Linked DNA regions of Mus musculus: all the other regions are linked to region 4. A link is a contact called in public HiChIP or PLAC-seq and promoter capture Hi-C data. All regions are on one chromosome and are shown on one strand. Each heading gives the region's core, a stretch centred on a gene start, on an enhancer-like site or on the middle of the called end of the contact. The rest is flanking DNA. Distances are from core to core; before and after follow the strand shown.

Region 1 (3,309 bases), core at 461-2,960, 1.4 Mb after region 4:
AAACAAAAAACACAACACTAAAATCTGAAAATACTTTCCAAATACATGAGAGAATAAAGCAAAGGACAAATATAATGACACAAATGGTCAGTCACTTTGGAAAATAAATTGGCAGTTTTATAAATTTAAACAGGCACTTACCATATAACCTGCAATCTTATCCTAGGTTATTACCAATACAAATGGAAACATCATGTACTCAATGTTCATAAAAACTTTATTCACAATATCCAGAGACAAACCAAATTTCTACCAAGTATTAAAAAGACAAAGCCAGGAGTGGTAAAACATGCCTATAACCCCAGTTCTCAAGAGACCTAGACAGGAGAATCATCAAGTTGAATAACTACCTGAGCTACATAGTAAGTCTAACTGCAACTTGGGTATAAAGTGAGATTCTGTTTCAAAAAGAAAATTAGTTAAAAATAAACAAATAAATGAAGAATAGTATTTCCTGAAGTAGTTCTTCTTTTCACATAAACGACATGGATAAAGCAGTGAAGTGTGAGTAGGAAAGAAACTAGACACAAAAGACCATGGGTTTTATGAGTCCACTGAACTGAAATCTTTGAAAATCATAATTATAGTAAGAGACAACACATCAGGTGATTGCCAAAGTTGAAAGAGAAGCAGTGAACTAAAAGCAACATGGAAAGAACTTTTTAGAGTGATAGAAATGTTCTATTTTAGGCCTGTAGTGTTTGTTACATCACCACAAATGTACACCATAAAAAGGCACAACCCATTAAAAGGGTTTTTTGGAATATTTATTGTATGTAAATTATAACTTGATAAGGCCTATTTTAAAATTCCATTTAAAAACTGACAACAGCTCTTTAGCCTAAGCATTAACCAAAGATTTTCAAAGAAATGAAAGTCAGTGGTTAGAGGTAACTTTCAACTCTCAAATAGGGCCAAAAGGATTCCTCAGTCTACTGAATCTGGCCATGTACGTAGACAGGTATAATTGCTGAGCAACTAGCCTAAAGTCCAGATCTCTAATAAACATATAGATTAAGTAAGGAGGTGATCACTCACATTATAAACTAAATTTTATAGCAGTTATTTAATAATAAAAATAATGCCTTTATCAAAAAAGAGTGGACAGGAAATATACAGTAAAAGTAGATCATGTAAACAAAAAATATAAAATTAAACAAAAAAAATCACTGTCCACATTTGAATTTTTATATAAGAGCTTTAATTTACCTAATTTATGGGTCTGTTTAGTCTAACAGTTTAAATGTAAGCCCTCGCCTTACTATATTAATTCTTTATGCTACCATACAAATTTACACAGAGCCATATTTTTATCTAAATATCAATATATCATTTATAGACACAAGAGTTCATTTCTATGTTAAATTCTGTAAAGTCTGTTGAATCTGAAGACATTATAGAAAAATACATTACTAACATGCATGCATGCAAAAATCTAACGTCATAATTATAAACTACAAAAAAAAAAGAATTAGAAGGAAATCCCTAAATAAGCAGACTCCTAACATACATGGTAAAGTTTCTTTCAGCCCTATCAGACAGCACTTCCCACTTGATTCAACAGCGCCAGAGGAAAGACCAACTCTCAGCACCCACTCACAGCTCAGCACTTAACTTACCCCTCTTCTGAACCCAACCTTCTTTCACAATGGTAACATCGCTCATGATGGCTCCCCTCTGAGCCCCCCAACTTGGAGAAATGGTGCTTTGCAGGTCAGTTTTAGGGTTTGGATTCGCTGCTGCTGCTGCTGCTGCTGCTGCTGCTGCTGCTGCTGCTGCTGCTGCTGCTGCTGCCGCCCTTCCCACTCTCTAGTGATGACTCAGCCTGGAAGGAAGTATTGAAGAAAGAATTTCTTTTTTTTTTTTCCATTCTTGAACTCACATAGCAATAACAAACAACTAAGTCTTTGTAAATGTCTTCAATTGGCCTGACCGCACATAAAGTCTAGCTTCTCAAACATGGGGGGATTAATAAATGGTTCTATGAATACACTGCTCTGGTCTTGTGGCAGATGTTAAATGATAGTGAAATATTTAACTTAAGAGACTGAAATTAAATGTCCTAACAAAATAACTGTCAGATCTACAAATATACAGAAAGCACATTTTGTACTGTGTATTTGGGATGAAGGGGAGAAAGAATGAAAGTTGAGTGGCCCACATCCCTTTAATTTCAAAAATCATTATAGTTTTAATTGCTTTATTTTATGTAAAATACAATGTTGCAAGAAACTAACATTCATATAATCTGCCTTGTTCTAAAAATATTTTAGGTAAATTACATTAAGTATACAACATTATTTCCTTGGGTAGATACAAAAAGTAGAACAAAGGAAATATAAAAGTAGAAAAGACATGCCAAAATTGTTCATCTGTCATTCTCTGATAATCTTTACAACTCTGTTAGGACACTCGGCCTTCATTTCACAGAACTGTGAGCCTGGGGCTCAAAGAGAATAACTAATTGCTAGATTTCAAGGTAGTAAGCTGTAGAGCCAAAATCTGAATTTGGAGTACCTCACTCCTAAATTGGCACTCTTCATTTCAAAACTCTACTTGTGAAAGTCAAAAATTTGGAATGAAATGTTTTAGGAAAACTGCTAATTCAAAACCATGATAGGTTTCAGTATTAATGTCTGTAATACAAAAAAGACGAGAGCTGCTGAGAAGAAAACAGTGTTTCCTAAGATATTAACCAGAAGTTTATCCCCTAGGTCTTTACATGATAACTTAGTAAAAGGTTTCTTCAAGGCATCCTTACATAGAGCAATAAGCTTAATGAACTGCACTATTATTGTCCCTACCAATCTAAGAGGGGAAATGTTGCCACAGAACTTTGTGAAAGTGCTTCCACATTTGCAAAAATATGGGCCAGATAACCAGTCTTAAGTGACACACAACATAAACTTTAAGTAAACAGAAAAAAAAAATAGGTACATAGACTAATTGTACTATTCTATGAAGTCGGACCTTCATAAATATGTATAGAATTAAATTCAAGGTTGAATTCCCAGATAGTACTTAACTAGATTACAATTCCTCTTCCAATACAAATTATGTGCAAATTCTACCCGTTCATCAATCAGTGACCAAAAATAGACATCCTCTATACAACCTGACAAAGGCTCCACAGAAGACCACCCTCTCATGGGCTCTGCACATATGTCATGCACAATACATAAAGACAGGGACAGGACTACTCAAAATCATAATTATGGGGATGTGTTGCTGCAGAATAAAGAAGGATACTGTAATCTGGGTCTCTTTCCCAAAATTATGATTGTTCGATAGAGTGTTGAACTAAAAGAA
Region 2 (3,035 bases), core at 88-2,587, 1.7 Mb before region 4:
CTTGACCCATGTAGTAGTCAAAAAGCAAAGAATTTAAATATGAAGTAGCTCCAGCAAAACAAAGGCAAAATCGTTAGAGACTAGATTGATGATAGATTCTATTCTTTGGGAAATACTAATTTTGCATTAAAGTTATTGTATCTGTCTTTATTGACTCCAAAATATGCTTACAGTATGGAAACTGTACATTTTTGTTTCTGAAGCTCTTGGATTCCCTGAGCCCAAGAGCAGGACATCAAATGCCTCACTTTGTCCTGAGCTGTGAGCCAGGCTGAAGCAGCTGCTCAGGGCTGATTTGCCTTATGCGTACAGCTCTGCCCAGAGCTGATAAACAAGGCCCAGAGGGACAGCCCTCCAAATCACCCCACCCACGCACAGAAGACTCCTCCTGTAAAAACCATTCATTTCATGATTTCCCTCCTCCTTTTAACCAGTCTTCTCTTAGGCCATCAAAATTTATGGTTCTGGGCTCTACTTTCTGATGCCATCTCATAATAATTACAAAACCCTTAATTCCTTATAATCACACACACACACACACACACCACAGTGGCTTAATTGGCAGGACTGGATGTTGTGGAACAAAATTGTGTCTTCATCATACAAAAGACTTAAGTGTAATGTAAAACTGTTAGGAGGAAACCTGGGGTAAAGCTTCATGACATAGGTCTTGCCATTGATTTCTGAGACACAGGCACAAAGGCAGGAGCAACAGAAGCAAATGGGATGACCAGTGGATGGGTTGGCAAAGAGATATGGGATGTGGAACAGTCAGAAGGTGGACCTGGAGGGGGATAAAATCTGGAGTGAAAAAAAAAAAAGGTTAAATAATTTTAAGAAAGAAAGAAAGAAAGAAAGAAAGAAAGAAAGAAAGAAAGAAAGAAAGAAAGAAAGAAAGAAAGAAAGAAAGAAAGAAAGAAAGAAAGAAAGAAAGAAAGAAAGAAAGAAAGAAAGAAAGAAAGAAAGAAAGAAAGAAAGGAAGGAAGGAAGGAAGGAAGGAAGGAAGGAAGGGTGAAAGAGAGAAACATGTCTCCTCTGATTCCCTCAGTTCTCCAGTGTGAAATCAGAAGAAAGGGAAACCTGGAATTTCTTCCTGATTTTTAAATTCTCTTACCTTATAAGCTCTGTGACTGAGTAAAACACAGCCCAATACAGGCACTTGCCTTTCAAATGTCACTGGTTTTCCTCCAAACTTTTGCATCTGAAAACTTTGTTTCCTTTCCTTTGTAAAATACCTACTGAGGTCCAGAGAGCCACAGCCCCCCAAACTGCTGAGTCACCTTGTGTGTGGAAGTCAGCAGCTGCCTCAACTGAATATGTCCCCTGGAGATAATGCAGATTGTCTACGCTTGGCGGGACTCTAAAACTCTTTTTTTCCTCTGGGCCTTTGCCACATTCACATTTCTGACATTCCTATTTGAAGTGGACTGGACATTCAAAGAACTATTTTTCTCTCTTAGCTACATTTCATCTTGCAAAGCCTTAGACTGAGCTGAGCAGAGATGGAAACTCCAAAGGAAACTGTGAGTACAGACGAATTCTCATTCCTGATGAAGTTAGGAAAGCTTGTCTCCTCTGAGCCTTCCATTCCATCCTCACAGGGTCGTTAAAAATTACACTTATTTGATTTTAACGTAGCAAAGAGTTTTGATTTTAATTCTTTTATGAAGGTTTCACTTCTAAAAATAATGTAGAACTTTACAACTATATAATAATAATAATTAATAATAATAATTTTAATAATTACTTGCTCAAGTCAGATATTCAGAAAACTACTAGGTAATTTGAAACCAAATAATCCCACTAAAAATTGTGCTCTTGTGGAATGACTTAATTTTAGAGTCATCTCAGGAATTACTGTCTATAAAAAAACTATATTTAGAAAATAAAGTAACATCAAAATATAAACGGTATTGCATATTTTGGATAGAAGATGTAAGGAGAGCAATGCACTATAGAAATGTCTCTATGGAATTTTTTTCTAAATATTGTTACACAAAAACTGGATTTCTTTAAATTAAAGCATGATTTTGTGTTGATTAATAATAAATATTTTATATTCCAAAATCCAATTATTAAAACATTAATGATTTATACTTTGTGACAAGTGAGAAGACAGGTTACATTTAGATTTTCTTTTAAGCAGCTTTTTTTTTTTTAGTAAATCAAATTAGAAGAGTACATAATACATGATCTAGACTTTTAAAAAGGAAAAGTACTCAGGTTTATGTGTGTGATTCACTAAAGCAATTACAAACCATCTGACTGTTCCTTAAACTTACAGGATAACCAGCACTTATCAATGTTGTTTAGCCTTTGAAGGGTATAAATTACCATTTCCCCCCCCCCCCGTTTTTTTTTTTTTTTTTTTGTGAATGTTGTGGCACCAAGTTTTTTTTTCAATTTTTTATTAGATATTTTCTTCATTTACATTTCAAATGCTATCCCAAAAGTCCCCTATACACTCCTCCCGCCCTGCTCCCCTACCCACTCATTCCCAATTCTTGGCCCTGGCGTTCCCCTGTACTGGGATATATATATATATATATATATAATGTATGTATGTATATCTGACATTCTGTGGCATTGCTTCAGCAGTCCAAATTTCTTCTCTCTATAGAATCTAAAAATAGCTATTTATAGTTTAAAATTATACAGTTATACAGCACCCAATAACCGTATGAATTAATAGGCTTAATAATTTGTGAACATAGATTCAATATGGATGAAAGCCTTGGGATATGCAAGAGGGATCGCATTCTAAACATGAGAACTAGCCACAGCTACAGGCATTATTTATTTTTCTTTGTATAGCTTTAATTAACATAATGTGTATTGTGGGATATAGAATAATATTTCAAAACATGAAGAGACTTTTTCACTTACAGGCTGTCGAGAGCAGCGGACCAAAGGTCCTAGAAACAGCAGAAGAAATCCAACACCGAAGAGCGGAGGTGTTAAACCAGTACCAGAGGTTCAAGGATCGCGTTGCCGAGAGGGGTCAGAAGCTTGAGGAGTCTTACCACTATCAAGTT
Region 3 (3,220 bases), core at 26-2,525, 1.4 Mb before region 4:
CTTGTTTTAAAGATCATAGTTTGAGAAAGGATGGTAATTGCTGTCTGGATTTCCAACAAAGAGTAACATTGTTTTACAAATGCTACTTTTATGATTTTTTTTTGCTTTTATTGTTTGCAGCCTTTTAAAATACTAATGAAGCTTTAAGACATTTAACAAAAACTATAGTTTAATGTCATTAAAATAAAGAGGACAATTCACAGTAAGAAAAAGTGATTGTTATCTAGGTCTAAAACTTAGGAAGCCCTGGCCCTGGACAAAGTGTGCTTGGATGGGTTTGCTTGAGAAACTGGTCATCCTTTATAGCACAATGTCTAATTTCCTGTGTTTGTACCAAGGGCATTTTTTTTTCTTTTTCCTTTTATACAGCATCACATTGTGACATGTTTAATATTGATGAGTTTGACCTCCTGGGAGTTATAATTCATGCACCCCTTTTAAATACAAATGTTGTCTAATTTATATGGTAAACACATAGAATTTTGGAGATTAGCATGTTAATCAGCTTTAATCTCAGTATTTTCAGCATCCCCTACCTCTCTTTTCTCTGTCCAGAAAGGTCTCACAAAACCACTTTGGAAATGGCAGTTAACGTCCTGTTCTTGAAGAGGCTTGTGTATCAGGCAGAGAGTCTGGGGAAGGAACCTTTCCCTAAGTAGCATGTTCACAAACCTTAAGAGTGTGCAAAGCCATGGTCAAGTATTTAAGGGACAGGACAGACAGGACAGTCCACCCATTCAACAAGTATTTGAACTGGAGCCATACAGAAGTTCTCTCTCTCTCTCTCTCTCTCTCTCTCTCTCTCTCTCTCTCTCTCTCTCTCTCTCTCTCTCTCTCTCTCTCTGTGTGTGTGTGTGTGTGTGTTCCTGATGTTATGGTACTTCTGACCTGGAATTAGGCTTCGATTTTTCTCCTGTGTTTTTCTCTTTGCAGGTCTGCGAGCTTTGAAGTTTCATCAAACTGTTCCAACATTCCAGTTCTTGAAAAGAGGGCAACATGTTTTATTTTCAAGGTGGAGATGAAGGTCCCAGAGATAACCTGTCAGAAAGATTCTAAATTCGATCTAGTCTGGGATACATAAAGACAGCTCCTGCTGTCCCCACCCCCAATTATGAAGTACTAGAGATAGACGGGTTTTCCTACTTGGTTGCAGGAGGAGCCAAAGGGGGCACTGAAGGGGCGGCGGCGGTGGGCGGGGAGCCAGGCCAAGGCTGAGTCCTGTGCAGCCATTGGTGGGGAGTGCGCGCTGAACTGAGCATGTTCGCGCCCGCCAGCCAGGGCCGCAGCCACAGCCGCAGGGACGGCAGCCGGGAGAGCCACCGCGCATTATGCAAAGCGGCAGCAGATGTGAGCGGGGCCAGCTGGGCGCTCCTCGGCCTCCGCTCCCAACGGCCGGCCCAGCTGCCTGAATTGTCCCGGACACTCCCCTGGCCCTCTCCAGGGCCGAGATGGCCTGAGGACCCCAAGGCGCGGCGGCGCAGCAGTGGGGTTGAAACATGGGGAACCAGGATGGGAAGCTGAAGAGAAGCGCAGGTGATGCCTCCCACGAAGGCGGCGGAGCCGAGGATGCCGCGGGGCCCAGGGATGCGGAAATCACAAAGAAGGCGAGCGGGAGCAAAAAGGCGCTTGGCAAGCACGGCAAGGGGGGAGGGGGCAGCGGGGAGACCAGCAAGAAGAAGAGCAAGTCCGATTCTAGAGCCTCGGTGTTTTCCAACCTGCGGATCAGAAAGAACCTGACCAAGGGGAAAGGTGCCTGCGACTCGCGAGAGGATGTGCTGGACTCACAGGCCCTGCCGATTGGGGAGCTGGACAGCGCTCACTCTATAGTCACCAAGACCCCGGACCTCAGCCTCTCCGCTGAGGAGACAGGCCTATCGGATACCGAGTGTGCTGACCCTTTCGAGGTGATCCATCCCGGTGCTTCTAGGCCTGCTGAGGCTGGGGTAGGGATCCAGGCGACCGCGGAGGATTTGGAAACTGCGGCTGGAGCGCAAGATGGACAAAGGACCAGTTCTGGTTCAGACACGGACATCTACAGCTTCCACTCCGCTACGGAGCAGGAGGATTTGCTCTCAGACATCCAGCAGGCAATTCGTCTGCAACAGCAGCAGCAGCAGAAGCTGCTGCTCCAGGACTCCGAGGAGCCTGCAGCGCCCCCCACTGCCATCTCCCCTCAGCCTGGGGCCTTTCTGGGCCTGGACCAGTTCTTGCTGGGACCTAGAAGCGAGGCTGAAAAGGACACAGTACAGGCACTACCGGTGAGACCTGACTTGCCTGAGACCACCAAGTCTCTGGTGCCTGAGCATCCTCCGTCCTCCGGAAGCCACTTGACCTCCGAGACACCAGGTTATGCGACCGCCCCCTCCGCAGTCACAGACTCTCTCTCATCACCAGCCTTCACCTTTCCGGAGGCTGGGCCAGGGGAGGGAGCCGCCGGAGTTCCCGTGGCTGGAACTGGGGACACAGATGAGGAGTGCGAGGAGGATGCTTTTGAGGATGCCCCCCGCGGCTCTCCAGGGGAGGAATGGGTCCCAGAGGTGGAAGAAGCCTCACAGAGGCTGGAGAAAGAGCCGGAGGAGGGCATGCGAGAATCCATTACCTCCGCAGTCGTTTCTTTGCCTGGAAGCCCTGCGCCCAGCCCACGCTGCTTCAAACCTTACCCACTCATCACCCCCTGCTACATCAAGACCACCACTCGGCAGCTCAGCTCTCCTAATCACTCCCCGTCCCAGTCCCCCAACCAGAGTCCTAGGATCAAAAAGCGGCCGGACCCTTCCGTGAGCCGGAGCTCCAGAACCGCCTTGGCCTCTGCTGCAGCCCCGGCAAAAAAGCACCGGTTGGAGGGTGGCCTCACGGGCGGCCTCAGCCGCTCAGCCGACTGGACCGAGGAGCTGGGCGTCCGTACGCCAGGGGCAGGAGGCTCCGTGCACCTGCTGGGGCGCGGGGCTACTGCGGATGACAGTGGTGGCGGGTCCCCTGTACTGGCCGCCAAGGCACCTGGGGCTCCAGCGACAGCTGATGGCTTTCAGAACGTGTTCACAGGTGAGCGCGCCTGCCACGTATCTCCGGGTGGCAGGTCGCCTGCCAATCAGGTCCTTCCTTTACCACCCCGCCCCCTCCACGTTCTGAAAGGCCCAGGCCTGTTATTTACCGCCAGGGGTGTCTCCTCAGTTTAAAGCCTTCGGTGTGTTTATTCTCTCTCAGGATAGTAAAGAGGGAA
Region 4 (3,217 bases), core at 66-2,565:
TGTTAGCAGAACTAGCTTCACTGATTTAGAAAAAATAGAGGTGCACAATGCTCTGGCCACTCCTTGAACCTGTGTGTCTGCCAATGTTTTGACCATTCCTTGAACCCATGTGTGTGCCCACTGCTGCACCTCACTGCCAGGTGTTTGTGATATTGGTTGCTGGGAGAGTCAGAAAATCTCCCCAGCAACCACAGCCCAGCCAATCCGGAGTTGCTACACCTGCACCAGACTCTTTCCTTGTACCCCTCCCATACCCATTTCTTGAGAATAGACATTGTTTAGATCTGGAAATCCCCTACTCCCCCCTTCTCCTTCCCCCCAGGGCCTATAAAAACTGAGACCCCTTTCCCCTCAGGGTCGACTCCTCTACTCCTGCGTGGGATGTGAGTCGTCCCCAGAGCTCTAGCTTTCCCCGAATAAAGCCTCATGTGGTTTGCATCAAGCTTGGTCTCTCATGAGTTCTTGGGTGTCCGCTATTGTCCTGAGGCCTGAGCGAGGGGCTCCTCTCGGAGTCTTTCAATTTCACACTTAGATAGCTTCAGTCAGAGGAGTCTGCTGGGGCAAAGACAGTAAGAGACTAAATTATGTACAGTCCGGCTGTGTGACTTCTAAAATTAGTAAGTTTTTAAAAGTCCATTAAGAAGAGAAACTAGAGGGGTTTTCTTTCCTTGATAACACTAGGAAATGTGACCCAATACAACCAACAATATACAGGGTTTAATAACTTGAACCATTGGGCCATTTTGTTTCTTAGTTATAAGGATAACATTTTCCCAACTCGTATCAGGGATAAAGCCATATAATGAATAAAGTGGGTAAGCGCAGACTATAATCAAACTATAGCAACATGAAAGCTTTGTACAAAACTTCAATTTGCATAGAGGTGAGGATGTTTCGGAGACGAAAGACTGTGGTGTTGGCCTGGAATTAAGCAACTATGAACTGGGCTCCTTTTCCGGGTTTAAAATAACAAAATATGTTTGACTCCAAGTTGGGAGTTCTTTAGCACGCATGTACCTGGATCCAGTGGCTTGGTCAAGGGAGAACTACAACTCCCAGCAGCACCGGCGAGAGCGCAACTTCCGGGCCTAGAGTTTCTCTTGCCCCCTCCCTTACCACCACCCCACTTCTCTCACAAACAAGCCGACTTTTCGCTTCTAGCGTCGCCGAGTTCGAGATGGCATTGGCCATTGGCGGCGGACTTCCTACCTTGCAAGGAAGGGCTCAGGACTCGGCTAAGAGGAAAGTCGGGTCATAGAAAGCGGGAGGTGGAGGCTGCGGCTCAGGACGCCCAGGGACGTCATGTCCGCTGGGCGGGGCTTCCCGATCCCGCGCAAATCGAAAGGTCCATGGCTGCGCTTGCAGCAGCCGCTCGCCGCCGTTCTGAACCCCAGGTGAGCGAGCGAGCCCCTATGCGGGCGGCCGGGCGGTCACTGGAGCAGCGGGCCGTGTGGAGGAAAGTGGGGTCCCCATGACTCTGATCCACGTGCCTTCTGCCCCTCGGCGCGAAACCCGGATCTCCGGGAAGTGAGCGGGAGCGTGGAGCGCCTGCAGGCGACTGCCTCGGCCTCCGGGTCTCCCGCTTTCCGCAGAGGCGGGCTGACGTGTGTCCTTACCAACACTCGTACCTAGCGATGAATTCCCTTTGTATATGCTCTCTCCTGTGCAGGTTTGAGGAGCCACGGCGCCTGGAATGGACTTGTGTGCTATGCCTGTTCGTTCGGGAGACGGGACTAAGGTGAAGCCGCTGCTGCTGTTACCTCGGGTACCACCGGCGACCTTCTGGTGTTGATGCGCCACATGGCACTCAGTCACTTCTATACTAAAGAGGAAATATTTATTCGAGATTTAGTTGGCCTAGAAGAAAGAAACTTAAGGAAATTTCACGAAATGTAATTATGTCCCTCCCCCACCCCAACCCCCCCCCCCCCCAGCATGCACGAAATCATGTTTTAGAGACGTTGTCTTTTAAACGTAGTGGACTCGTTTTACACAGACCCACCTGCACCCAAATTGGCTGATGTTTAAAATTACGGGTTCATGCCCCCCTTTAGGGATTCATAGTTAATGGGCATGACCTTAAAGGTAAATGAATCTCTCAAGTGTCAGGGCTGCTAGCTAAGGGCATGGCCACTTTCCTGTGGTGTCAACAGGGCACCTCTGGCTTATCCCATAGTCTTTAAGAACATGATCTTAGGTCTGTTGAATCAGGTGCCTGTCCCTGTGACCTCACTGCTGAGAGAGGGGAAGGTAAGAGTGGAAAATCCCAGAGAGCTCAGCCTAAGACCTAACTAGCCTGGTGGACGCAGCTCAAACAAACAAGGTGGACTGCCTTTCACATCCTCCGATTCAAACTCCATCACGCATGCATCATACACAGAAAGAATAGTTGCAGAGGGTAATAGCCTTTGCTCTTGCAACCATGAGGACCTAAGTTAGAATCCTCCCCCCAGCCCCCTCCCCATTAAAACCCCCTGTGCCTGAGCCTGCTGGTAACTGCAGAGATTGGGAGGCAGAGGTGGCAGATCCCAAGACCTCATTGGGCCTAGTTGGTTCCGTAACACCCTGCCTCAAGGTGATAGACAGGTAGCAATAGAGGAAGACACCCAATGCCTTGCTCTGGGCTCTGCATGGATGTACCCACACACTCATTACATGCACACACTCCCTAATACAAATACCTGATCTTAGATGGTAATACTGTATTGGGAAGTGGCAAGCAGCTGCTGGAGTTGGAGTAGGAAGGCGGGGGTGGGGTGGGGGGGGGTGTTAGTTGCTTTGAAGGGGCTGCCATCTCCAGGACTTCCATGTAAGGACCTAGAAGGGAATGGAAATTATAACTGTTTGTTTCTTGAAGCTGTTTTGCACATCAAACACGGCTTCATGTGTCTTTGGTATAGCCTTCAATGAATCTGATGAAATTTCCCCTAGATGCCACCATGGCTAATTACCAGGGTATTGCTTGGAATAAACCATTCTGGTAGTGTGGGATTGCTGACATGCTTTTCAGTTGAAATGTCTGTCCTTCTCCAAACTTTGGAGTTTCTACACTGAACTTTGGATGCGCCCCTTTAATATAGGGGTGAATATGATACCATAGCATGCAGTGTTATAGGCTCATAGTCCTCTTTTTATGAAAGGAGAGACTCAGTTTTAATGTCTGAGTCCAAGTGTTAAGAGAGATAAGAGCCCACGTTAGGATTGTAAGTATGGAAGC
Region 5 (3,199 bases), core at 574-3,073, 1.6 Mb after region 4:
TTCATCTAGAATACTGGTAGGCACATGAGGTGGCTCAAGCCTTTAATCCCAGCCCTTGGGAGGCAGAGGCTGGCAGATCTGTGTGAGTTCAAGGCCAGCTTAGTCTACATGTGAGTTCCAGAACAGTAAGGACCATCTAATGCAGAGACCCTGTCTCAAACAGCCAAATCAAACTACAACAAACACCACCTGTAAACTCCCAAAATGTCTAAACAAATTGAGAGTGGGTCTTTCTTCTGGGAAGCACGGGGGGGGGGGGGGTAAGAAATTCGGGTTGAATCTGAGGATGCCCCTGAGGCCCGCCCTCCCCCCCCCGCCCTCCCCCCCCCCCCCCGCCCCCATCCATCATGAGGATTTAAGAGATTTGAGGAAAGAGTAGAAACCATTACTGTTTCCAACAGAATATCAAAGTTTTGGGAACTTGGCGTAGTATGTGTGTTCATTAGCAATTCAATATGTCTGATTTGCCCACACAATTACTTTCAACTTCTTTACTAGTTTGTCCTGGAAGAAAGAGAAAGCAGATTTTGCTCAGCTGCAAGGTTTCCTGGTGAGTTGGTTAGCAACCAGGCTTGCCAGTCAGCGTTCACATAGCAAACAGTAAACACATTTCATTTAGACAATTACTAGTGTGTTGACTTCCTCGCTATGCACTTTTCTTATTGTCTTGAATCATTCTCTCCCCTGCTTGTTACTCAACTTTTTACTTGTGTGTTATTCTTGCCTTCCATTATCTTGAGGGCAGAAATTTTCTACATTTCCTCTTTGCTGGTTAGGCACAAAGAACAGGTAAGGAAGAAGTTTATCTGAAGGGAGAGAGGTGCAACACAAAATAAGGTCTCTCCCTTCCTTACAAAGCCGTGGCTCCTTACGCACCAATTAAGGAACAGACTAAAGCGTCTACAAGTATCAATCTCACTGGAAAGGTCTAAGACTGGTCTCGGGGCAGTGTCTTTGCTTGTCACGGAGAGTACAGACGGGACGCGGGGATCGTGAAAAGAAACGCAGCTGCAACTTGAACAGAGGACGCCGGGGAAAGGCGCCTCTCACAGCCGCTAGGAGCTTGTAGCTCGCATGCACCTGGCGACCGACTCGGCAGGCCGGAGGCGGCGCGTCCCTGAGGAGAACGGGGCCTGGGCGAGCACCGCAGGAGGGCCAGACCCAGCGGCCCCAGGCTGGCCCTGGCCAGCTGCGGCCCCGCGCGCTCGGCCTCCCCGGGACACCTGCCCCGAGAAAAAGTATACTTATGGCCGTCGCGGTGCACGCGGACTCGCTCGCTCCACACCCCCAGAGCGCGCTTGTCTCCAGCCGGGAAGCAGGCCCCTCCCCGCGCAGCTGTCGCCGCCGCCTGCGGGCTCCTTTCACTTTCTCACGGCCAAGTCACCCAGAGGGGAGCCACTGCCGCCGCTACTGCCGCCGCCGCCGCCGCCGCGGTCCGCGAGCTCCGCCCCTCCCCGAGAAGACCACGCCCACCCAACAGTCGCCGTCTGCGATTGGCGCGCGCAAGCGGCAGCTCCTGACCGCCACTCCTATTGGTCGAGCTGCCCCGTCAGTCCCGCCGCTTCTCCGCCCTCCCGGAACACCGCGCTTCTACTGGGCGCCACCGAGGCCGGGGGCGGGCCAGAGACCGGGGCCCGCCGCTTTCGCTCAATCGCTGAGCGGCCGGCAAGGGGCGGCCCGGTCGGGCGGGGCCACATCTGGGCCGCGCCGCCGCGTGCGTGCGTGTGCGTCGTCCGCCCCCCGCCCGCGCCCCGCCCGCCCCGCCCCCCGGCCCGGCGCCGCGCTCGCCCGCCCGCCCGCCCGCTCCCGCCCGTGCGTCTGGCAGGCTGCGGCCGCCGCTGGGCTGCTGCCATGGGGAGCCGTTGAAAGAGTGGGGCCCTGTGGCTCGGCCGCGCGCCTCAGGCTGCCAGCGCGGGCGGGGGGCGGCGGGGGCGCGCGGGGCCCGGGCCGGGGCCGGCGGGCGGGCGGGGGCCGGCGGAGGACGCCCACAAGTCCAGCGGCGGCGGCGGCGGCAGAGGAGGAGGAGGAGGAGGACGCGGCGGGGACGCGGCGACTCGGGCCGCTCCGTGTGAGTCCCCGCGCCCGCCCTGCCCCGCTGCCGACCGTGGGCTCCCGCCGGGCGGAGTTAGTTAGTGTGGCGGAGGGCAGGCGGTGCGGGCTCGCCTCGCCTCGCCTGGCCGCGCTCCCCGGCCGGTGCAGCTGCGGCGCGGGGCGGACTCGGTGCAGCTGCGGCGGCGCCTCCCGGTGCGGAGGGCGGGCGGGCGGGCGGGGGAGGGGGCCGGGCCGCCGCAGCTGCAGCGCCCGGGACGGCCGCGGCTCCGGGGCCGGTGCAGCTGCAGGGCCGGGGGAGGGGGAGGGCGCGGCGCCCGGGTTGCGGTTGCCGGGAGGCCCCGGGGGCTGGCGCGCGGCGGCGGCGACGGGGGAGCGGTCGCCGCGCCGCTTCTTGCGACTTTTCTTTTGTTGTTGCCGCGACCGGGGTCTGTTTTCTCGGCCGTTGTGGAAGGTGCTTTCCTGCTGCACCGGCTCTCTGCCCTGCACCTTCTTCCCCGTGGTTTCACCCTTCCTCTTTCCCTGAAGTGCTTTATGCACCGCGAACTGCGGGAAGATTTGCATCTCCTCTCCCACCCCTGAACCTCACACACACACCCGGGGCACCCTGCCCCCACCTCTGAAAAACAAACCCCCTAACCTCACAGAACCTCCGAGGGTCCGCGGTAGCGGTGGACGGGTCGATCCGTGGAGTGGATGTCTTCGGGCCATTGCGGTGCTTGGGACTCATTAAACTGTCACTCACCCCCACCACCACCCCACTGGGTAAACTGGGTGATTAATGTCGGATATAGTGGAATGGGGCGAGGGCATCTGTGGAAAAGAGGGTGTGTGTGTGGCAGGGAAGTAATGTGTCTATCTGCACAGAGTGCCTCCCGAACGAGTTCAGAATTGTGTCATTCACCGCGAAGTTAGAGAAAGTTAGGTTTGTGACTCGTGAGCGAGAGCAGAACACAGTTGGGGTTTTGTTCTCTAGCTCCCTGCCTCTGTTTTCTAAGCGAGCCTAAGTGGTTGTCGCCTGGGTTGGGACGCTTGTGCCTCAGGCCCCAACTTCTTTTTTCTACTCTCCAACCTCCCAAGGGTCGGTGGAGATGTGTCTGATATTCATAGATGTCGCAGCACCTTGCAGGGCACCCAGCGACCCAGCCCC
Region 6 (2,841 bases), core at 308-2,807, 1.9 Mb after region 4:
GCAAGAGTTTAGGCGCTTTGCTAAATCTTCAGCCCAGCTACCAGATCTGATTTTAAAAGTGAAAGGTGAAGGCTGGGCTTTGGATCACCTCCTAGGCGAGTCAGATTCCAGGCCAACACCTGTGAGAGCACCATTAAATATGCATGTTGCCAGACAAGCTGCTGGAAGAGAAAGAACCTGTGAAAGAACCCTGTGAATTGAAGAATGGTGGTAAAGCGGCAGTTGGAGCAATAGGGCTCCACACACAGTAAAAAGATGACCCAAGTCAAAGCACCTGGCCTTTTACAGGCCGGTTTCTTCATACGTTTCAATTTTAGGTAAAAAAGCTTTCCACGATTAGCCTAGACCACAAGGCACCCCCACACAAAACCATGTACCTTCAGGGAGAAAAAAATTCTTACAATCTAAATACGCCACCATTAACTTCCAACACTGCACCTTGTTTTGAATGTGGGAACTGCTCATTTATTTTGAATTCTGAAACGGGGATGATAGTTTTCTGAGAGCCTTTTTCAAAGGCCTACCCTCTAGGCTGCTTCAAAGCAAATGACTAATAAGAAAAAAAAAAAAAAAAAAAAAAAAAACTAACACTAAAACCCACGTGTCTCCGGGTAGGAAACACTGGATTTCCTGAAAGTCAACTTTTTATATTACCGAAGCATTGTAAACATTTCTAAATTATCCGACTTGAAATCTCCGTATTTAGTTGCCTCACACTCACTTTTCAACTTACTGGGGATTCCTTAAGGACCGGTGAGTAATAAAAACAGATCTCCCCTTAATAGTAGTCTATGAAATACGAGTTAAAAACAAAAAACAAACAAAAGCACCGGAGGGCCCCAAACAGTCTCATCGCCCCGTAGCGGATTCTGCTATCAACAAAGTGGACCGATGGAGGCGAGGTTCTGCGTGCCTAAGCCTGTAGGTAATGCAGTGCTGAATCTCGATTTCAGGGAAATTGGGGAAAAGGACCCTTCCTAGTCCGCGCCGGCGGGTGGGCCTGGCCGGGTCTAGCCAGAGTCCCGAGCAGGCCTCGGGCGGAAGCTCCCTCAACTCTGCCCGCGGCGCACCGCCAGCCCAGTCCCCAGACCCCGAAATGCAGCTCCAACATCGCGCATCTTCCAGGTTCCTCCAGAGTCACCCGGAGCGTCACCGGAGACTCCAGGGCAGGGGTTCCCCGCAGCTCCCAGCCCGAGGGACGCACCTCAAGGTGACACCTCACCGCGCCGGCCGTCCCAGAAAGGGCCCGGCTTCCCTCACCTGGCAGCGGCACACGATGTCGGCGTCCTGCGCCAGTAGATCCACCACCTTCCCTTTGCCCTCGTCGCCCCACTGCGCTCCCAGCACCACAGTCACCCGGTTCCCTCCGGACCGCGCCCTGGGGCGGCCACAGTCGCCGTTGGGCAGGGAGGTGGCCGCCGGGCTGCTCTCGGAGATCGACATGGCTCCCGGCAGGGCAGAAGAGCCTTAAGGAGACGGGGCAGGAGAACGGAACGTGAACCCAACTGCTGCGCCGCCACCAGCCACATGCGGAGGAAGAAGGAGCCAGAGGCCGGCCCCGCCCCCGCCCCGAGGGCCGCCACCCTCTCTCCAGGCCCCGCCCCGCGCTCCGCCGCCCGCCCGCTCAGGGCGGGACCACACTTGGCGCAGGCCGAAGCCTCTGCGCGGCCCGCAGGCGCCACGGCCTCAACTGCCGCCACCCCAGGGCGGAGGCCACACCCCATCCCCGGCTTGGCGCGCTGCTCCGGGGAGAACCGCGCGAGAGCGGAGGCCAGGGGGCGGGGCTAACGGAGAGTTCCGCCCTCTGTGCCCGCCCACCAGCCTCTGGCCTTTCAAACTCGCGGTAGGGAAGGGGGTGAAAGAGTGTGGAACTACAATTCCCAGCATGCAATGCTCTGTGAGATGGCCAAGGCATGGCACCACAGTGTCAGGGTTGGCTGGTTTCGGTCTCTAAAAGCCAATTTGGTTTTCTGTGTCTAAACACTTGGGTATCTTAAAGAATGAAATACCCTTACAAAATGTAAACTGGGATTTAAAAATATGTGGAGGCTGGAGTGGAGCCGAATAAATTTAGAACTGAAAAGGGACTAAAAGTGCAAACTAAAAGCAGTAAAAATGAAATCTAGAGATAGCATCCTAACTCTTCCCATTTTTACAGTATCTGGGGCACAAAGATGAGTCAATTGCCTATGTCATATCCGAATGTACCTGGGTTATTTGATCCCCACAACCTTAAAGTTTACAATATTTTGTAAAATACGTTCGTTCTACAAAACAATTTCTCTTCTCCCATTTTTTCTCTGTTGAAGTGTTGGAGATCAAATTCAGAACCTTGTAATTTGATGCGAATACTGTACCACTGAGTTATTCGCCCCCCAGACCTTCGAACTCTTAAATAGCTTATCAGTTCCTCTCATGGGCGTTAAAATGGTACTTTGGACAGTTTGCAGATTGAGTAAGCCTAGGTGCTTCTCAGTGTTTTAATTGTAACTGATTACAGAGTGTGCCTATTGTCTATCTAATGTGGGTTTATCTATGTATTTATTTACTTATTTATATTATTTGTGTGTGAGAGGTCACATACCATGTTGTGTGTCTGTCTGTCTGTCTGAAGGCCAGCAGAGGGCCTCAGATCCCTGGGAGTCAGAGCAACAGGTGGTCGTGAGACATCTGAAAATACAGCTGTTCTCAACCTATGAGTTGAGACCCCCTTAGGGAGTCAATCAACCCTTTCACAGGGACTGCATATCAGATGTCATATCTGTTAGGTATTTACATTATGATTCACAACAATAGCAAAATTACAGTTATAAAATAGCAGTGAAGTAATTGTATAGTTGG
Region 7 (2,884 bases), core at 263-2,762, 1.8 Mb after region 4:
CTGGAGGACAAAACACTGGAGTTTGGGTCCCAGAGTCCACCTGTAACCCTAGTGCTCAGGAGGTCGTCGAGACTCACACAACAGAGGTGCTAGGAACCAAACTCTAAGAGCAGCAGGAAACCTTAACTGCTGAGCCACCTCTACAGCTCCTGCTACTTCTTTTATATAGATATAGACAATAAAGCTGTTTTCTATACAGTTACTCAAATAAGGATGTTAAGGTAGCAATAAACCATGCTTAAGGCTGAGAACCTATGACCTTAGTATGACGTTTCTCCTTTCCCAGAGGTTTCCTGAGAATCTCACAAACCAGTAACTTTTGCTAACAGTGAGAGCATCTTCATTTTCCATGCAAGCCTGGGACTCAGGGTGTCACCCTGTCAGCTGTAATCTTGTTCATGTCCTCCAGGAACTCACTACCCACCAAAACTCTGGATATGGCCGTTGTAAAGTAAAACTGAGCTCCATTTATCTATCTATCTATCTATCTATCTATCTATCTATCTATCTATCTATCTATTTACACTCCAGCTTTTATCCCCCCCACCCCCGAGCGCCCTCTTGAGACACTCACATTCCAGTGGGCCATATACTTTCCTCCTCTTATAAACCCCAGCTCGGAGACATATCTGCTCTGCATGAAATCTTTTTTACAGCGAAATCAATAGTACTGCCTCACCTGTGTGCAGAGCTCTGAAAAGAACTCCGGAGGCCTGGCGGCAGGACGTGGTGGCTCACTCCTCAAATCCCAGCCCTCAGGAGGCAGAAGCAGGAGATGACTGTAAATTCAAGGCCCGCCTGGTATACACAGAAAGCTTCAAGTCAGTCAAGGCTCTACAGTGAGGCTCTGTGTGAAAAAGAACACCATGGCTGCTGCAAGCAACAACATAGACATATACATGCCTCCTGTTCCCTAACCACTGATGACATCACCACCTCAGGCCTGTCACACAGGGACCCAAATTTAGACATGAGCTTTGGAGGGGACATCCTTATGTGGGCAGCATCGGAATCATGAGGGCATATGATATACAGTATACAGGGGTGTGACATGAGACAGGACTGAATACCCCAGCTTAGGGATGGAGACAGGGGACCGGCTGCTCATCTTAGCCTACACATTGAGACATTACTCTTAGAAATAGGAAAAAGGGGCAGGGTGAATAAGTAATTGTTGCAAGTAATAAGAAAGCTATTTCCTAATCTTAAAGTGACAAGTGTTAGGCAAGCCCAGTTTTACTAAGGTCTTGAGTTCGTTTGATAGTGAAACTTCCCAAAATGCTAAGGAAGATGGCTACCACATCTTCAGCATGCAGGGGCAGACGACAGCCCAACCGACCCTGTTCCCCCCTTAGTCTGACATCTTGCATGGAGGATAAGACTTTACTAAATCCTCTCCAAGTTCCAAGGGATCCTGTGAGAAGGGGGCTTTCACAGGGTCACACAGAGTTCTATGCTCTGTCCCTGAAGCCATCTAAGAACTGCAATGAGCCACAGTAGCCCCTGTGTGGCAGCCTGGCGTCAGGTCATGATTGAGAGTAAAGTTCTCCTTGCTTCCCTCTGTGGTTTTATACCCTGGGCAATGAACCAAGGGGAGCCCAGGAGCTTCTGCGAGGCGTTGCAGCTCCCACCCGCAGTGGCCCCTCTACAAAGGCCATGTCAGCGACTGATGCCTGCAGGGGCTCCTTCCTCGCCACCACCTCACTTGCTTCCGTTCTTCCCTAAGTCGCTCCATCTCTTCTCTTTCCAACTAGCCTGTCTTCCCACCCTTTGCTGACTCCGAAAAATGTGGGTCTCCACTCGGGCAGCAAACCACAAGAAGCCTCGAGTCTGCCTGGGCACAGAAGAAAGATCTCTTGGAAGAGTCCCTTGAGCACTAGTTTCTCAAATTAACAGGGTGGGAGAGAAACGAATCCGAGCAGCAGTGGCGGCAGAAAATGGGACATTGCTGCCACCTAGAGGCAACCAGCCTCAAATTCAGAAACTCTGGACCAGCCCAAGCTTGCTTGAAAGCCCTCCCTTGGGAGCCAGACAAGTCAGTAATGAAATTTCCAGGACGAGCAGGAGGCATCCCTGTCTCTCATCCAGCCATCGAATCTGTGGCTACAACAGTCTACAACAGACTTGAGAGTCAGTAGCTCTGTAAGGAAAGATGACTCGGAGACAAAGGGATGCATTTGACACAGGGACGAGAGAGAGGAGAGAGAGAGAGAGAGAGAGAGAGAGAGAGAGAGAGAGAGAGAGAGAGAGAGAGAGAGAGAGATTGTCTTGGGATTGTCAGAGCCTGCCCTGCTGGTCTGCACAGGTTTTCCCCTAATGGCCCTGGGATTCACAATACTCCAAGGAGCAAATGAATAGGGAAAATAGAAACCTCTATGAGGATGGCTTTGGCCTTCCTCTGAGTCCCCAGTCACTTCTGCCAGCAGCCGCTAGAGAACAGGATTTAAGTATTCATTGTTGTAATATTACATAATTTGTTTCTCTCTCCTTCCAAAAATGGAGTACGCTGAGCAGTTTTCCCTGAGTCACTGAGTCATGGAAAGTTTACCATTAGTTCTGCTTCCTTCCTAATGACTAACACTTTCTTAAGAAAGTTTTCAAAGATGGATAGATGACTCAGCAGGTGAAGGTGCTTGTGGCACAAGCCTGACTAAGTTCAGTCCCCAGAACCCCCTTAAAGGTGGAAGAATATGACCGCTGGCACACTCTACAGGGCTAAGGAGCAATATGTGTAATACATCTATAAGATTCCAAATGAAAAACACACTGTATTCATGCTATAGATTTCCAAGCCTTCTTGGATAATACCCAGTAAAAGCACAGTACAGCATGCAGATAGAAGATCTCCAGGAGACAGGTGTAAAACCCTACTTTGACACATAGG

Evidence for each region. Promoter capture Hi-C pulls out the DNA fragments that hold promoters and counts their contacts. HiChIP or PLAC-seq counts read pairs in DNA pulled down with a chosen protein or histone mark. Capture Hi-C pulls out chosen DNA fragments and counts their contacts.
Region 1: a contact with region 4 is called in a promoter capture Hi-C map of liver, with 2.9 times the contacts expected there. The contact joins the promoter of Akt3 here to the promoter of Exo1 in region 4. A contact is called at or near these places in 7 of 39 promoter capture datasets (the 3T3-L1 cell line, 3T3-L1-derived adipocytes, the HPC-7 cell line and 3 more), 1 of 484 Hi-C or Micro-C datasets (pre-B cells) and 1 of 115 datasets of contacts at active chromatin or transcription factors (astrocytes).
Region 2: an H3K27ac HiChIP or PLAC-seq map of embryonic stem cells shows a contact between it and region 4, with 6 times the contacts expected there. The contact joins the promoter of Spta1 here to the promoter of Exo1 in region 4. A contact is called at or near these places in 1 of 39 promoter capture datasets (hippocampal neurons) and 1 of 115 datasets of contacts at active chromatin or transcription factors (embryonic stem cells).
Region 3: a promoter capture Hi-C map of pre-B cells shows a contact between it and region 4, with 2.2 times the contacts expected there. The contact joins the promoter of Fmn2 here to the promoter of Exo1 in region 4. A contact is called at or near these places in 8 of 39 promoter capture datasets (cranial neural crest, hippocampal neurons, liver and 4 more), 1 of 484 Hi-C or Micro-C datasets (embryonic stem cells) and 5 of 115 datasets of contacts at active chromatin or transcription factors (astrocytes, embryonic forebrain, embryonic stem cells and 1 more).
Region 5: a promoter capture Hi-C map of liver shows a contact between it and region 4, with 2.2 times the contacts expected there. The contact joins the promoter of Zbtb18 here to the promoter of Exo1 in region 4. A contact is called at or near these places in 2 of 39 promoter capture datasets (the 3T3-L1 cell line and the HPC-7 cell line), 2 of 484 Hi-C or Micro-C datasets (CD4 T cells and erythroblasts) and 1 of 9 other capture datasets (liver).
Region 6: a promoter capture Hi-C map of pre-B cells shows a contact between it and region 4, with 7 times the contacts expected there. The contact joins the promoter of Adss here to the promoter of Exo1 in region 4. A contact is called at or near these places in 9 of 39 promoter capture datasets (the 3T3-L1 cell line, the C10 cell line, the HPC-7 cell line and 6 more), 4 of 484 Hi-C or Micro-C datasets (CD4 T cells, CD8 T cells, muscle stem cells and 1 more), 3 of 115 datasets of contacts at active chromatin or transcription factors (astrocytes, embryonic stem cells and thymic regulatory T cells) and 2 of 9 other capture datasets (adipose tissue and liver).
Region 7: a contact with region 4 is called in a promoter capture Hi-C map of pre-B cells, with 4 times the contacts expected there. The contact joins the enhancer-like site here to the promoter of Exo1 in region 4. A contact is called at or near these places in 6 of 39 promoter capture datasets (the 3T3-L1 cell line, the C10 cell line, the HPC-7 cell line and 3 more) and 2 of 115 datasets of contacts at active chromatin or transcription factors (astrocytes and large pre-B cells).

Annotation. Positions count from the first base shown.
Region 1 is chr1:177,247,057-177,250,365 of GRCm38.p6, forward strand. It overlaps Akt3 (thymoma viral proto-oncogene 3), which reads right to left and starts at 1,711. Exons shown (of 13, transcript NM_011785.4): 1 at 1,620-1,711. The coding sequence starts at 1,665.
Region 2 is chr1:174,171,439-174,174,473 of GRCm38.p6, forward strand. It overlaps Spta1 (spectrin alpha, erythrocytic 1), which reads left to right and starts at 1,338. Exons shown (of 52, transcript NM_011465.4): 1 at 1,338-1,523; 2 at 2,889-3,035. The coding sequence starts at 1,503. It overlaps Gm36196 (a long non-coding RNA gene), which reads right to left and starts at 1,343. Exons shown (of 3, transcript XR_373720.3): 1 at 1,115-1,343.
Region 3 is chr1:174,500,550-174,503,769 of GRCm38.p6, forward strand. Fmn2 (formin 2) reads left to right here and starts at 1,276. Exons shown (of 18, transcript NM_019445.2): 1 at 1,276-3,042. The coding sequence starts at 1,497.
Region 4 is chr1:175,879,463-175,882,679 of GRCm38.p6, forward strand. Exo1 (exonuclease 1) reads left to right here and starts at 1,316. Exons shown (of 15, transcript NM_012012.4): 1 at 1,316-1,394; 2 at 1,670-1,738. Gm36360 (a long non-coding RNA gene) reads right to left here and starts at 1,293. Exons shown (of 3, transcript XR_373723.2): 1 at 1,210-1,293.
Region 5 is chr1:177,440,528-177,443,726 of GRCm38.p6, forward strand. It overlaps Zbtb18 (zinc finger and BTB domain containing 18), which reads left to right and starts at 1,824. Exons shown (of 2, transcript NM_001355099.1): 1 at 1,824-2,068.
Region 6 is chr1:177,794,952-177,797,792 of GRCm38.p6, forward strand. Adss (adenylosuccinate synthetase, non muscle) reads right to left here and starts at 1,558. Exons shown (of 13, transcript NM_007422.3): 1 at 1,261-1,558. The coding sequence starts at 1,443.
Region 7 is chr1:177,701,084-177,703,967 of GRCm38.p6, forward strand. No RefSeq gene overlaps it. Among named protein-coding and RNA genes, the nearest start is that of 1700016C15Rik, 27 kb to the right of the region's middle. Within about 2 kb of position 1,513, at least 191 of the 459 cell types and tissues checked have an H3K27ac peak or open chromatin away from gene starts, as enhancers often do. A contact at or near this core is called in astrocytes, hippocampal neurons and pre-B cells, where this site is marked.